Regions from separate parts of the Mus musculus genome. Here region 1 is linked to region 2. The links are chromatin contacts, called in public HiChIP or PLAC-seq maps. All regions are on one chromosome and are shown on one strand. The core of a region is the stretch at or near the end of the contact, and the rest is flanking DNA. Distances in the headings are between cores, read along the strand shown.

The links. HiChIP or PLAC-seq counts read pairs in DNA pulled down with a chosen protein or histone mark.
Region 1: a contact with region 2 is called in an H3K4me3 HiChIP or PLAC-seq map of embryonic stem cells, with 26 read pairs. The contact joins the promoter of Pim2 here to the promoter of Kcnd1 in region 2. A contact is called at or near these places in 18 of 39 promoter capture datasets (the 3T3-L1 cell line, 3T3-L1-derived adipocytes, the C10 cell line and 10 more), 27 of 484 Hi-C or Micro-C datasets (the Ba/F3 cell line, CD4 T cells, the G1E-ER4 cell line and 17 more), 19 of 115 datasets of contacts at active chromatin or transcription factors (the 230-238 cell line, CD8 T cells, the SCID.adh cell line and 10 more) and 4 of 9 other capture datasets (adipose tissue, embryonic stem cells, liver and 1 more).

What each region holds. Positions count from the first base shown.
Region 1 is chrX:7,873,505-7,879,924 of GRCm38.p6, reverse strand. Pim2 (proviral integration site 2) reads right to left here and starts at 1,619. Exons shown (of 6, transcript NM_138606.2): 1 at 1,369-1,619; 2 at 1,132-1,241; 3 at 247-297. The coding sequence starts at 1,606. Otud5 (OTU domain containing 5) reads right to left here. Exons shown (of 9, transcript NM_138604.3): 7 at 6,170-6,371; 8 at 5,972-6,085; 9 at 3,299-5,692. The coding sequence ends at 5,571.
Region 2 is chrX:7,819,112-7,825,363 of GRCm38.p6, reverse strand. It overlaps Kcnd1 (potassium voltage-gated channel, Shal-related family, member 1), which reads right to left and starts at 1,605. Exons shown (of 6, transcript NM_008423.2): 1 at 401-1,605. The coding sequence starts at 1,521. It overlaps Gripap1 (GRIP1 associated protein 1), which reads right to left. Exons shown (of 26, transcript NM_001290455.1): 25 at 6,043-6,197; 26 at 4,797-5,362. The coding sequence ends at 5,270.

The DNA of each region.
Region 1 (6,420 bases), core at 370-2,869, 55 kb before region 2:
ATGTCCTGTGAACAGCCCCAAAAGCAGTGTTTGGAAGAAGGATGAGAAAGGAGAGTTTGAAAGGAGAATCCAGGGCTCTGGGGGAATTGTGGTGAAATCAGAACTATCACATGAAGGCAGGAATCACAGGCTGGTGGGGTTCTCATGGTTTCAGGGCCCAGGGAGTCATATGTCCCCTAGAAAAAAAGCAGTGCGTGCGTTCTGTGATGGAGTCTATGGGTCATGACGTACACCAAAGACACTCACCACGGTGGACCAGCCTAGCACACGGTTCCGGGAGATTACTTTGATGGCCACCTAGAAAAAAGGCTGAGATAAGGGGGCAGCAGGTGATCCCAGACTTCCCAATTCCAGTCTCTCCACCCGGGTATTCCTAGTTCCCATACATATCACATCCATCGGAGCTCAGATGCCCACCCAGCATTTAAGTCCTCAGAAGCAAGTTCACCTAAACATATTTACGCCTGGGCTCTCGTTAAGAAAGCATCAAGACCCCCTGAAATCCAGAACGGGAGTGAGTTGTAGTTTTTTTTTTTCCTTTTGCTTTTTCTCTCGCACTGTCTTTCTACATGCCTCCCCCCTCCCCCCGCCACGATGTTGGTTATTGAACTCAGTGCTTGTGAATGGTGGACAAATAATCTACCACTGACCCATATCCCCAGATTCGAATTCCAAGTCTTTTTGTTTTGTTTTGTTTGTTTTTTTTTTTTTTTTTGACGTCGCATGCCCTCCTCCATCATCCTCATCTCCAGGACAACTCTATCTGGATTGTTGTTCTCACGACTCCACACTTAACACCTACTTTTAAAACATCCCCACCATCTCAGACACACAAGCGCACGCACATCAATTCCATGGATCTTGGGGTCCAGTCCTGATATCTGCCCCCTCCCTAGTAGAAAGCGCCAATCTTCTAGAATTCTTGCCCTGAATCCTGCCCACCCCCATACCCACCTGGACTGCAGACACACGCGCGCACTCACACTCCTAGCAACCCTGCTCCTTATGATTCTACTACACATTTGCAGACGCAGGCTCCCCACTGAAGCAACTGGCATCCCAGTCACTGGTACCCCACCACCACCCTTCGCCAAAACACCTGACCCTCCGAGAACCCCTTGTAGGGGATACCTGACGTCTATCCGTGACGCGGTGTCCCGCGAAGACGGTGCCAAAGCCTCCCTTACCCAGGAGGGGGCCAAGTCGGTATTCGGCCTCGAAAGCTGCCCGATCCTTGCCTCCTACGCAAGCGGAGGCGAGGAAGTCAGGGTGGCGGTGTACTCTGATCCCAGCCATGACTCGCCCCCACACCAGCACCCATCATTCCAGTCCACCCAACCTGCTTGTGACAGAGGAGGCTACGCTCACCTGGAGGCTGCGTGGGGGTCACAGGGGGCGAAGGATGCCCCTGCAGAGGCTTGGTCAACATGGAGGAGGTGCTGCGTATATTGAGCCCGCTGAATCCGCTGAGCCCGCAGGGCGTGGATGCCCGGGGCAGAGCGGCCGGAGAGCCAGGGCTGGGGGGCGCCAGGGTGGAAGGCAGGGAATCTGGCGGCCCGGAAGCGCCTGCAGACGGCGCAGCGTTAAGATTCGTCGCGCGCGCCAGCCCCAACGCTACTGAGCCGGGGCACGCGCCTCCCGGGAGAGTCGCCCTGCGCGACAGACCCGCCCACCTGGCTTTGATCAATCCGGACGCGGCACCTGCTGTACCCCAGCCAATCCGAGCCAGTCCTTATTTGCATGCCACCCTCAACGTTTCAAGTGCCCCTTATGCAAAATACATGCCAGGTTCTTCCGCGGAGGAAGGGCCTGTATGCAAATGTAGGAGGGTGCGCGCGCGTGCGCGCACACACATAGACAGACGGACACACAGACATGCACGCTTCTGGGAATTCCTTTGCGACAACTGCGTTTGTTTTGGTTGTTGGTGTGGTGGGGTGTGTACACACTTTTAAAAAGCGCAGCCTCCTTTCCTAGGATGCAGGTTTGCTGCCGCCATCACCTTTGCTGCCTTGAGTTCAGTAAGGAGACAACGACAAACCAGCTTTTAAAAATCAGAGCCTGGAACTAGACAGGATCCTGTCACGTGTGTTTCACCCAAGATCAGGCAGCCTTTGCTCCAAAACTGTAATCTTATAGGAGAGCTGGTCCACTCTTCAGGGAAGGGTAAAATTCTTTACCGTCATCAAAAGGAAGGGATGCAGAGGAAACAATGGCAGTTTGGCACCTGTAGGGTGCTTTTTTGCTGCCATTATCCTATACAAACCTGGCTAGACTTGGCTCTGTTACTCAGTCTGGGTCTTGAATCTATAATGGCAGGACTTAGTTCTTGTGGGAACTACAACTTCCTTGTAAAAAAGGAGCTGGGAACTGAAAGCGAGGTCAGACTGGGCAACATAGTGAGACTGTCTTAAAAGCAAAAGGTCTTCAGGTAAGGCTGCTGACCTCAGGACTCACATGGTGAAAAGGGAGAAATGACTTCTATAAGTTGCTTTCTGACCTCCAATCGTGTGTGGAACTCACATACCCACACGTACACCAAGAACGGGAGAACCACCATTAAAGATATAGTCAGACACATTCAAGTAGACTTGTCCTAACCTAGGTGTACATGAAAATGTGTTCCGAAAAGAAACATTCAGTGATATGACTTGTACTGTCCTACGGGGGTCACTTAATACCATATGCCCCCACCAGAAATTGACAGATTTGTCACAAGCACACAAGCACCACCAGATATGTACATTCACAGAAATATTTGTGCTGCCCCAGAAATGAGAGACCCAGAGTCTGTCACAAGAATATACAGTTGTTCCACACATACACGCACTGCTCCAAAGCAGGTACGTAGTCATCCTTGGGCTCTAAATCACCACATAGATAAGCAAATCAACAAAAGCCGGACCCAATCACACACTATCAGACACGCAGCTTATCACTGAAAGTATCCAGACAAACTACAGATGTACTGTCACTGAGAGACCCACGCAAACATGCATTTCTTTCTCTCGGATACCAGACACAAACTGTCATAGGCAGAGTCCCACACTCAGTCACCATCTGATACACCTGGAAACAAGCCTCATCGGAAACAGACACATCCACACTCAACCAGAGACACTGGAATTCAGAGAAACTGGTTGACTCAAGACTCAATGTAGTCACAGGCACAGACAATACACGCAAAGCAGAAAAGGTAACACATAATGTCCCTTACTCAGCCAGCATCCCTAGGTGTCTCCCTATGATCCTGACAGGCTTTAGTGGAGGGGAGATCTTAAGACACACACAAACAAGATAAGTAAGCATCACAGCCCCAGCCCAGAAGTTTATTTATAGTACAGTTCTTCGGAATAGTCGTAGACAGAAGGGAGAGTGCCAATGGGATCACACAGGGTTTTTTCAGGTGATCCCTTTGTCTTGCTGAAGATAGGGTTAGGGCAAATTGCAAGTAAAAGCCAAGAGTAGCAAGAGTCAGGCTGAGGCCAAATGGTACAAACTTACAAAATACGGTAATACCCCCACCCCTAAAGTCTGGTAAGAACCCCAACATTTGTGCTCTAAGAGTGTACCAGGTACTGTTCCCAGTAGTACATTATTGACCATACACATTCTCTGTCAATACTCACAAATCAGAGAGCATGAGGTAGCAGACATTAATGACCCCTGTAGTTGCAGATGGGACACTTTAAAGTCAAAGAGAGCCCAAAGCCACACAGTGAGACAAGGCAGGTAGATTTGAAATGAATCAACCCTCTTGGCGTGCTCATGCTTGACCACGTATTTCAGATATCCTGTAGCCACCCACTGGGCAAGCCATACCCTCACCGTAGGGCCACCCTACACAGCCTTCTTCTGAAAGGACCTCACTGAGGCATTGGGGAGTGGGAGAAGACTGCTCTGAGGAAACCTGAGGGCCAGCCAGCCTTCTCTAGCTGGGCTTTACAAACCCTAGCAGGGGTATGGACAGAGGTGTCAACAGACCTGAGGAACAAACAACAAAAAAAGGATTTAGCCATTTCATCCTCCAACGTTTAAAACCCAGTTGGGCAAGGGCCACCTCTGGTCACTGAACTCATTAGTGATTGCTTATTTCATCAGATTATCACAAGAATGAATGAGCATTAAGGTTGAGAGTAGAAATTCAGACACCAGTCTTGGCCTCTGGCTCATACAGTCCTTTAAATTAGCCCTAGGCTCCCTAATGCAAATATGGTAGGTGGGAGTAGGGACTTCAGTTTCAGTCGATTTGGTTCTGAAGTTTATGATTTTTAATAAAAGCGTCTTGCTGTATAGCCCAGCTGGCCTGCAACTCAAAAGATCCACCTCTGCCTCTGCCCTCCTCAGTGCTGGGATCAAAGGCATGACCACGACCAGTTGTAGAGTTGTTGTTGGTTTTGTTCTTTTAAGAAACAATCTTGGTTATGTGGGTTAGGTTAGTCTTAACCCACCTGGGCTCTAGAGATTCTCTGCCATCAGTCTCAAGACAAGAAGTTAATTTAATAAACAGAAGATCAAATATGAACCCCAGCTTACAGAGAGCACCTACTGGAGAACAAGCAGACCTCTGGTCAAAGCAAATCCTGTGCTTCCCAGAGGCCCATCCACCCGTGTCCCACACAGAATAGAGTTGCTCAGGGAAACTGACATTTGGTTTTATTGTGCCAAGGACATTACAGATGGTGGATCTTGTCAACACCTGCAGTGCACGGGTGCCCCATCTGCTGAGGCTGCTCCCACTCCCTAAATTCAAATCTTGGGTAGTGGCCCTAATTTCCCAAGACACCCCACCTCAAGCCTTCCAAACAGACTAGCGGTGGTGAAGGCAAAGCAATGCAGCAAGGTCAGGGTCTCACTGTCCAAAGTCAGTCTGCCACCTGCAATGCCTGTCACCTCCCTCTACCTCATAGCCTTTGCCCTTCCAAGGAACTAGGGGCCAAAAGACAGCAGAAATCCATCTTTTTTCTGCCCTTTCTGTCCCATGGCCAGCCTGCCTAGCTCCAAACCAGAGATGCCACCCTCAAAGGACCAACGTTGCCATGAATATTCTTTTTGATTTGTTGATTTTGTGAAATAAAGCACATTTTAATTAAGAAAAATTTTAACATTGAAGGCTCAGATTCTTCGGATACTAGAAGGAAAACTTGCCACTTCCATTTTCCTGTCATCATTGCTGGGAAGGGATGACAAGTTTATCTGATCTTTAAGGAAGGGTGAGCAGAAGACTTCCTTTGTCTGAATGTCTCTCTTCTGGGGCTGCCTGGCTGCCAGATGGTCTGTCTCTGTGGGCCTCTTGCCTACCTTCCGCACCCTTTCCAGAGTCCCCTGTGGAATGCTGAGATGGTGCTGTGCGGGGGCAATAGGGCACTTCAGCTGGCAGAGACCAATGGTGGTGGCAGGGATGAGATGGATGGAGCGCATGGGTGGGCCGGCCAGAGGGAAGTGGAAAAAAAAAAGGAAAAGAGGAAACAAAAGAAGGAAGCCAAGAGGGAAGAAAGCCAAAGAAGTTTGGGTGGCATCAAAGGGCAGGAGTGGGGGATCGGGAATGATGTCCAGTCCCTGGGTGTCCATCAACTCTTGTCTGGGGGTGGCTCTCTGTGCACTTTGTTTTTCTTCATACTGTCTAGGTATTCCTGTTGGGACACTGCCAGCACCGATGCTAGGATCTCATCATCGTCCCAATCATTCAGACCTGCTGGGCAGGAGAGAGAAGAGGACAACGATGATGGGGGGCCTCAGGTCACTTTCCCTGATTTCTGTCTGATCCCTGGCTCTGGAAAAGTCCGTTCAGGTCCCAATCACTCATTGACTCCCTCAACTCTGTGAAGCCCCACTAGACCCACTGTGGAGAAAATCTTTGGGGCCTGAAATTTTCCCTCATGCCTCTGATTTGGGAGAGATGGCCAGGGGCTTCAAAAAATCCTCCGGGCTCTCCCAACTTCCAGCTGGCCCATCCCCTAAGGAGGCTTACCAAAGGCAGAGGGGGACATCTGCTGGATGAGGGCCCGGCACTCCAGAGCAGGGTAGAGGGACACAAGAGGAGAGGTGGCCCGATCACCCCCTGCTGAGAACTGACTGCTTGTACCTGAGGCAGATGGACAATCAGAGGTAGGGCCCAGCAAGCAGAGCCTCTTAGCCCAAGCAGGCACCCTGAAAGCAAGCCACTGACCTGGTGCACAGGGTGAAGGAGGTTTGGCAAGAGCTAACACAGTGCCTGGGGAAGGGGGCTTAATGCCTAGCTCGGCATGCAGTTCAGGGTGCTCAGGTGACGAGGCTGAACTTCGTTGCCGTGGGGACCGACTAGTCCATTCCTCCAGGCCACTGGAGGCTGCTGCTGTGGCTGAACTGCATGTGGCACTGGCTTTCCGGGGCTGCAGTAGGGAAGGAAAAAGTGATAAGGACCTACACCAGCTATGACCC
Region 2 (6,252 bases), core at 356-2,855:
GAGGCCAGCCTGGTCTACAGAGTTAGTTCCAGGACAGCTAGGGCTACACAGAGAAACTGACTGATCTTCCAGAGGTCCTGAGTTCAATTCCCAGCAACCACATGGTGGCTCACAACCATCTGTAATGAGATCTGATGCCCTCTTCTGGTGTGTCTGAAAGACAGCTATAGTGTACTCACATTCATAAAATAATAAATCTTTTTTAAAAAATCAACAATAACGAAACAAACTAAAGCAAACAAAAGTCGGGGTGGCAGGCTGAAGTAGCACATGTGTTTTGCATGGGTGAGGCTCTGGGTATGACGTCCTTCACCATAGAGGCGTAGAGTTCATGCTCTAACCTTCCTAATGTTACAGAGAGGGGATGTTGCCCAGCTCCCAACTCAAGGTCTATACTTACCCAAGTGTGGTCATGGTGACAATGGTATACCAGAAGGCAGCAGGGATGCTTGTGAAGTTGGTCTTGCTCGTGCCCTTCTCAGCATAGAACATGACAGTGGCAAAGATGATGATGGCCATGGTGAGGGAAAAGAGGAGAAAGCCTAGCTCAGAGGCACAGCTCTTGAGGGTGTAGCCCAGAATCCTCAGGCCCTGCGAGTGCCTGGAGAACTTGAAGATTCGGAAGACCCGGAACACACGGAGGGTGACAAAGGCACCAGAGACATCATCATTCTTGGGCACGAACAGCCCAATATAGTAGGGTAGGATGGCCACCACATCGATAAGGCTCATCACACTCCGCAGGAAGCGACAACGGCTGGGGGCTGCGAAGAGCCGCAGCAGGTACTCCCCTGTGAATATGAGTACACAGGCTGTGTCCATACAGAAAAAGGCTGTAGGGAAGCGGTCACCACACGACTGCTCTTTGGAGGGCCATCGTGGGGTACCACGACATGGGATGGTCTCCACGACGTTGGCAATGACTGACACAGCTATGAAGAAGCCAGTCACATAGTAGAAAACCAGGGCTGCAGTGCTCGTGTGGGGGTTCTCAAAGGCCCTCCAGAGTCGCTGTCGCAGGGAGCTGCCTGCTGGAAGGGCTGGACCTTCCCCGGCCTGCTCAGCCTCCTCATCTTCTGCCAGGCGCTCTGCGTTTTCCTTCTTACGGTCCCTGTACTCTTCAAGACAGCAGTCACCAACCAGCTCTGGGACCAAGCCATAGAAGGCCAGCTCCTCATCAAAGGCCTGGATGCACTCCTGCCTGGGGCAGTGCAGCCGGCCAGTGCGATAAAAGTTCAGCACGTGCCGGAACATGTCTGGGTCACGATCAAAGAAGTACTCGCCAGATTCAGCATCATAGAAGAATTCCTTCTCCGAGCTGCCCAGCAATGTGTCTGGGTAGCGATCCAGTGTGTTTTTCCAGGTCTCAAAGCGCCGACCACTCACATTCACCACCAGAACCTCATCCCCTCGGGATGCCTTCACCTCCGGTGCAGGGGGTAGGGGCTGCTGGGCTAAGGGCAGCCAGCCCACTGCTGCGGCCCTTGCAAATGGTAGCCATGTGGCCACACCTGCCGCCATCCTGCAGCTCCCCAGGCCCACGGAGACTTGGGGATGTTTTGTTTAGGAGAATGTGGCTACCGCCAGGATGGTGGAGGCTTGGAGAGACCTTGGGCTACCCAGAAAAGGAAACCAGTGTGTGTGTGTGTGTGTGTGTGTGTGTGTGTGTGTATGGGGAGGGGGAGAGAGAGAGAAAGGAAAGACCAAGAGGAACCAGGAGGAGGAACTAGAGAGACAGACAGGAACTTAGGGGGCTTGGGGGAGCTTTCTAAGGGACTGAGAAGGCTTTGACGAGCCAGAGGAACCAAGAAGGATCCTCAGGTCTAGAAAGTCTGAGATGATTCTAGAGGACGCAACACATTCCTGAGAGTTGTCTGAGGGTGTCCAGAGGGACCAAGAACTAGGTTGGGAGTTGTGCACTCTCAAGAGTTCTCAGTAAAGGACGGCCTGCAATCCCTCAGTTGGGTTGGAGAGGAGACAGGTAGGGGCATTCAGAGCGGTGGAGATGGAACCAGAGCTGTTTGGAAAAGGCTGAAGGGAGGGCTGTCCACACCCAGAAGACTTACAGGAAATGATCCCTGGGTTGGAGCCCCCTTGTAGATCACAAAAGGGGACTGGAGCATCTCAAGGGTAGCTCTAGAGCCAGGAGGTTGTAAAAGATGCTAAAAAGTATCTCAGGAGTGACTGGCACTACCAAGGAGAGCCTGGAGGGTATTAACTACAATCTACAGGAGTTCTAGGGAAGGTAGGAGACGTGAGGATTAGGGCTCAGGATCGCTAAAGTGCTATATGGGACTGGCTTATTTTTAAGAAGCCGGCGAGAGGTTACCTGGAGGAGCTTAGGAAGCCTGGTCCATATCTGAAGAGCTCTGGATGAGAACGGGGAGTCTGGGGAACCCCAAAGGGCTGATACTCAAGTGTACTCAAGTTGGATATAGCCCCCTAAGCACACAAGGGAAACTCAAAAGACTGCTAAGAGGAGGGGATTCCCTCAAAATAGGTTGGAGAGGGGGCGGGGTATTGGAAGAAAGTTGGGTGTGTCTTCCGGGAGAGGGGCGGCTGAACCTTGCAGGATGCTGGTAGAGAAGACCAGGAGAAGGCTGGGTCCCACCGTTCGTTGAGCGCAGGTCTGAGGTAAACACACACCGAGGAACTGGCTGTGTGTGCCCAGCCACAGCAGTAGCAGCAGTGGGAGCAGCAGCAATAACAGCAGCAGTAGCAGCAGGAGGAGGAGGAGGAGGAAGAGAGCAGCCACAGCCAGGCCTAGGAGGGAAAGGTGGCACAAGCGGGGGCGGGGTGGGAGACAGGGGGAGGAGGCTTCTGGGTCCTTGGAAGGAGGCTCTAGAAGGACAAGGTCCAGTGGGACCCCTGGGGACTGTTCCAGGATGGACTAGGGCATGGGGACTGGACCAGGAAAAGACAAGGACAGAGCTATTGATGGGTCCCTCCCTCGCCCCACAGGGCTGTCCTCACCTGTGTCCCCGCTGCAGCAGCAGCAACAGCGTTGGGGCTGGGGGTACCAAATACCGGAGCTCCTGGCCCCCTCTGCAGAGCTGCCGGAGTTCCTCCTCCTCCAGCGTTCTCTCCCCGCCCCTCTGGAGCTTGTCGGGAGATGAAGCGAGAGGCAGGGAGGGGCCACGTGGCTCCCAGAGCCCCCTCCCCTAGGACAGCTTGAGAGGGACCCTGGGGAAACTCCGCCTCCTTACAGAGCTGGTTGGGCCTCAGTCGTGTCATCTGGAAAATGGGGGTGGCAGGGAACTTTGCCAGTTCTCCCCACCTCCTACTTCCTGGACTCCCCCCTTTTTTCTGCCCAGTTCCTACCCCCACTGCCCCTAGGGGCCCTCACCCCCACCCGTCTGAATCAGCAGCACTTAGCAGAACCAATCGATGGGAAGGCGTCTGTTAATGGCCCCAGAGCGGAGTGCCACGGGGAATGATGCAGTGCTGTGTCCCCTCCCTGCCCCCAGGCTGTGGAAAGGCGGGGAGAAGTGGGGGAGGGGGGACTAGTGTGGATGTTTCTTTAGATGACCAGGCCTCCAGATCTGCTCTGGAGGGAGAGCACAGGTCAGGGCCCTACTTCTAAAGCACACTTTGCTTGTGGGGTTCCTGTAAGCATCTTCCAGTTTGGAGATGCAAAATGAGGGGCAAGGGCAGTACAGATGGGGACAATCCAGGTACCACCCACCTACCTGTAGGCCCCTTACCAAAAAGAGCAAGGCTTTCAGTCCACTGCCCTCTGATCACACCTCTCCATAGTGGGCCCTGCTTCTGGGTATCACAACGCGAGTACTGAATGCCTCCGGGATATGTCTATGAGCTCTAACTCCAGCTCTGCCAGACGTGATATGTCCTTGATCGGGTGACTTGTTTCCCAGTGGTCAGATAGACTTATCCCAACTTGACAGTGTCCTTTAGAGCATTCACTGAAGTACCACGATCGGGGGTTGGCATAAGGTAAGGCCTGGCAGGATGCCTAGTCTTAAGTAACTAAAGGTGTGTGAGGAGAGCGCAGTAAAGTAGAACTGCCTAGCCTCGTGAGCCATTTACCCACCCATTCTGTTCACTTGCTTCCTTTTCATACTCCTGACTTGCCTATGCTTTCACGCACCCATCCTTCCACCCGCAAAACCAAAGACAATGCCCATCCCTCTCCACACCCATCCATCCAGAGTCACCTACGGGCTCATCCTCTACCCAACCCTGTGCCAACCTATCTCTAAGTAGCAATACTCCATTTTTCTATCAACCACTGCATAGCTTCACCTGGCATGTACACATCCAACCTTAACCTTCCCTTTCATTCCCTTCTACATCCTGAGCCCCACTCTAGCCATTTCCAACCCCTCCATAAATCCATCAGTCTACCCATATGGTTAATTCATCCACATCCATTTGTCCACCCCTCTAGACATCCATCTGCCCATTTATATCTCCATTTATCCATACTCTCTCCACTTACTGATTCATCTACTCATTTATTCATCCAGCCACGCATCCATCTACCTATGCATTTATTTCCCTGCTGCACAACCACCCACTTATTTATCTCTCAGTCCATCTAACCACTTATCCACCCTTCCATCTGTTTGTTTCTCTCCACCCTCAACTTTATACACAGCTACTCACACATCTATCTGTGGATATTTCTGCTCTACTCTCTTTGAGAGGTCTGTCAGGAAGCAGTAGAGCTAAGAGTAGAAGAAAAGCTATAGCCAGAGGTCATCTTCCCAATTCCAGTGTTGTGACCACCCCTCTCCCAACACAGCCCTCTTGATTGAAAAGAATGAGACCAGACAGTCAGTGGGTGGGCCCGTCTGGCCAGATGGTATTTTGGCCACATAGTCTTTACACACATACTCACACACATACACACGTTGCTGGAACATTGAACATGGACTGCACCCCCACCCAATACCCCCAGTCCCGAAGGCAGAGTTTAGCCAGGCTTCCAGACATAAATTAAAAAATAAAATAAAATGAAACAGAGTTGGTCTCTAGGAGGGAGATCTCATGCAGAGTTGAAGGCGGATGACCCTGGGAACCAGAGCCAAAAAGGAAAAGCCTTGCCCTTCCCTCAGGGTCTCTTCTCCCCAAGGGCTCTGCCATACATCAGGGTCACCAACACCAGCCACATATAGGCCTCTAGCCCCTTTAATGTCCATCTCCCAAACTATGAAATTTGGTGCCAGCCTCCATATTTTCCCACAACAGCCCAAGGGAGTGAGTGACATTCTGGAAAGGATTGGGAATAGTTGCATCCTGTAGGTCTTTAGTTGGCTTCTCCAGGTTCTAGGTCTGGGTCAGGGGACCCCACACATTCCTTGCTGAGCCGCACAATTTCCTGGGATAGAACTTCCATGTCCTAAGAAACAAATGAGCCATCAGGAGCTAGAGGAGGGGAAGAGAGGGGCAGCTCTGTTAGCAAATCTGAGCTGTGATCTGTAGTTAGATGGACTGATGGATTCTCGGTGCCCAGTGGTGTCCAGCCTTGAACAGGAAGATCAACCACCTTCTCTTTATAGCAAATGTGAGCTTGCTTCTTCAAGGCAAAACCTGGCTATGACTCCCTTAGTGAGGAGGGAGTATTTGGGTGGAGGTGTGGGGAGGAATTAATGTGTGGGTGGACCTATGGCAGGCGGATGGGTTCACAAATGAACTTTGTAGAGGTCAAGAAGGCAGGTAGGTAGCAAATGACAAATAGGTGGTGACTGATGAGTTCGTGAAAGGACGATGCATCGGGAAATGGCTGGCAGCCTCGGAGATGATAGTCTGACAGATAGGTAGGAGAGCAGGTAGATGGGTAAACAGGGAGCAAGGGCATACATGGATGGATCAGTGGGCAGAGGGACAGATGGCAGACTGATGGGCTAACCTGGGAAGTTGATTGGAGGGTAAAAGAGGTGAACACAAAAGGGCGGTAGATGACTGGAAGGTGGTAGCTGGGGGGACAAGGGCCAGTTGGAAGGACACTGCCAGGGACTGTGTGGGTAGGGAAGCAGGTGGTTGGAGGGATGGGTGGGCAGGCTGGTGGTCCACACTCGCCTTGTGCAAGTGCATGTTCTTGGTGAGTTGCTCCTCCAACATGTTCTGCAGCTTCTTGTTCATTTCTCGAAGGTTCTCATCGCCTGGCTTCACTAGGTCTCTCAGGACACTGCCCAGCCCACTTCGGTCTGTGTGGCCTGCTGCCACAGACACATCTGCAAGGGTCCAGGCTGAGCACCGCCCCCTCGGCAGAGCCGGGGTTGGTGTAGG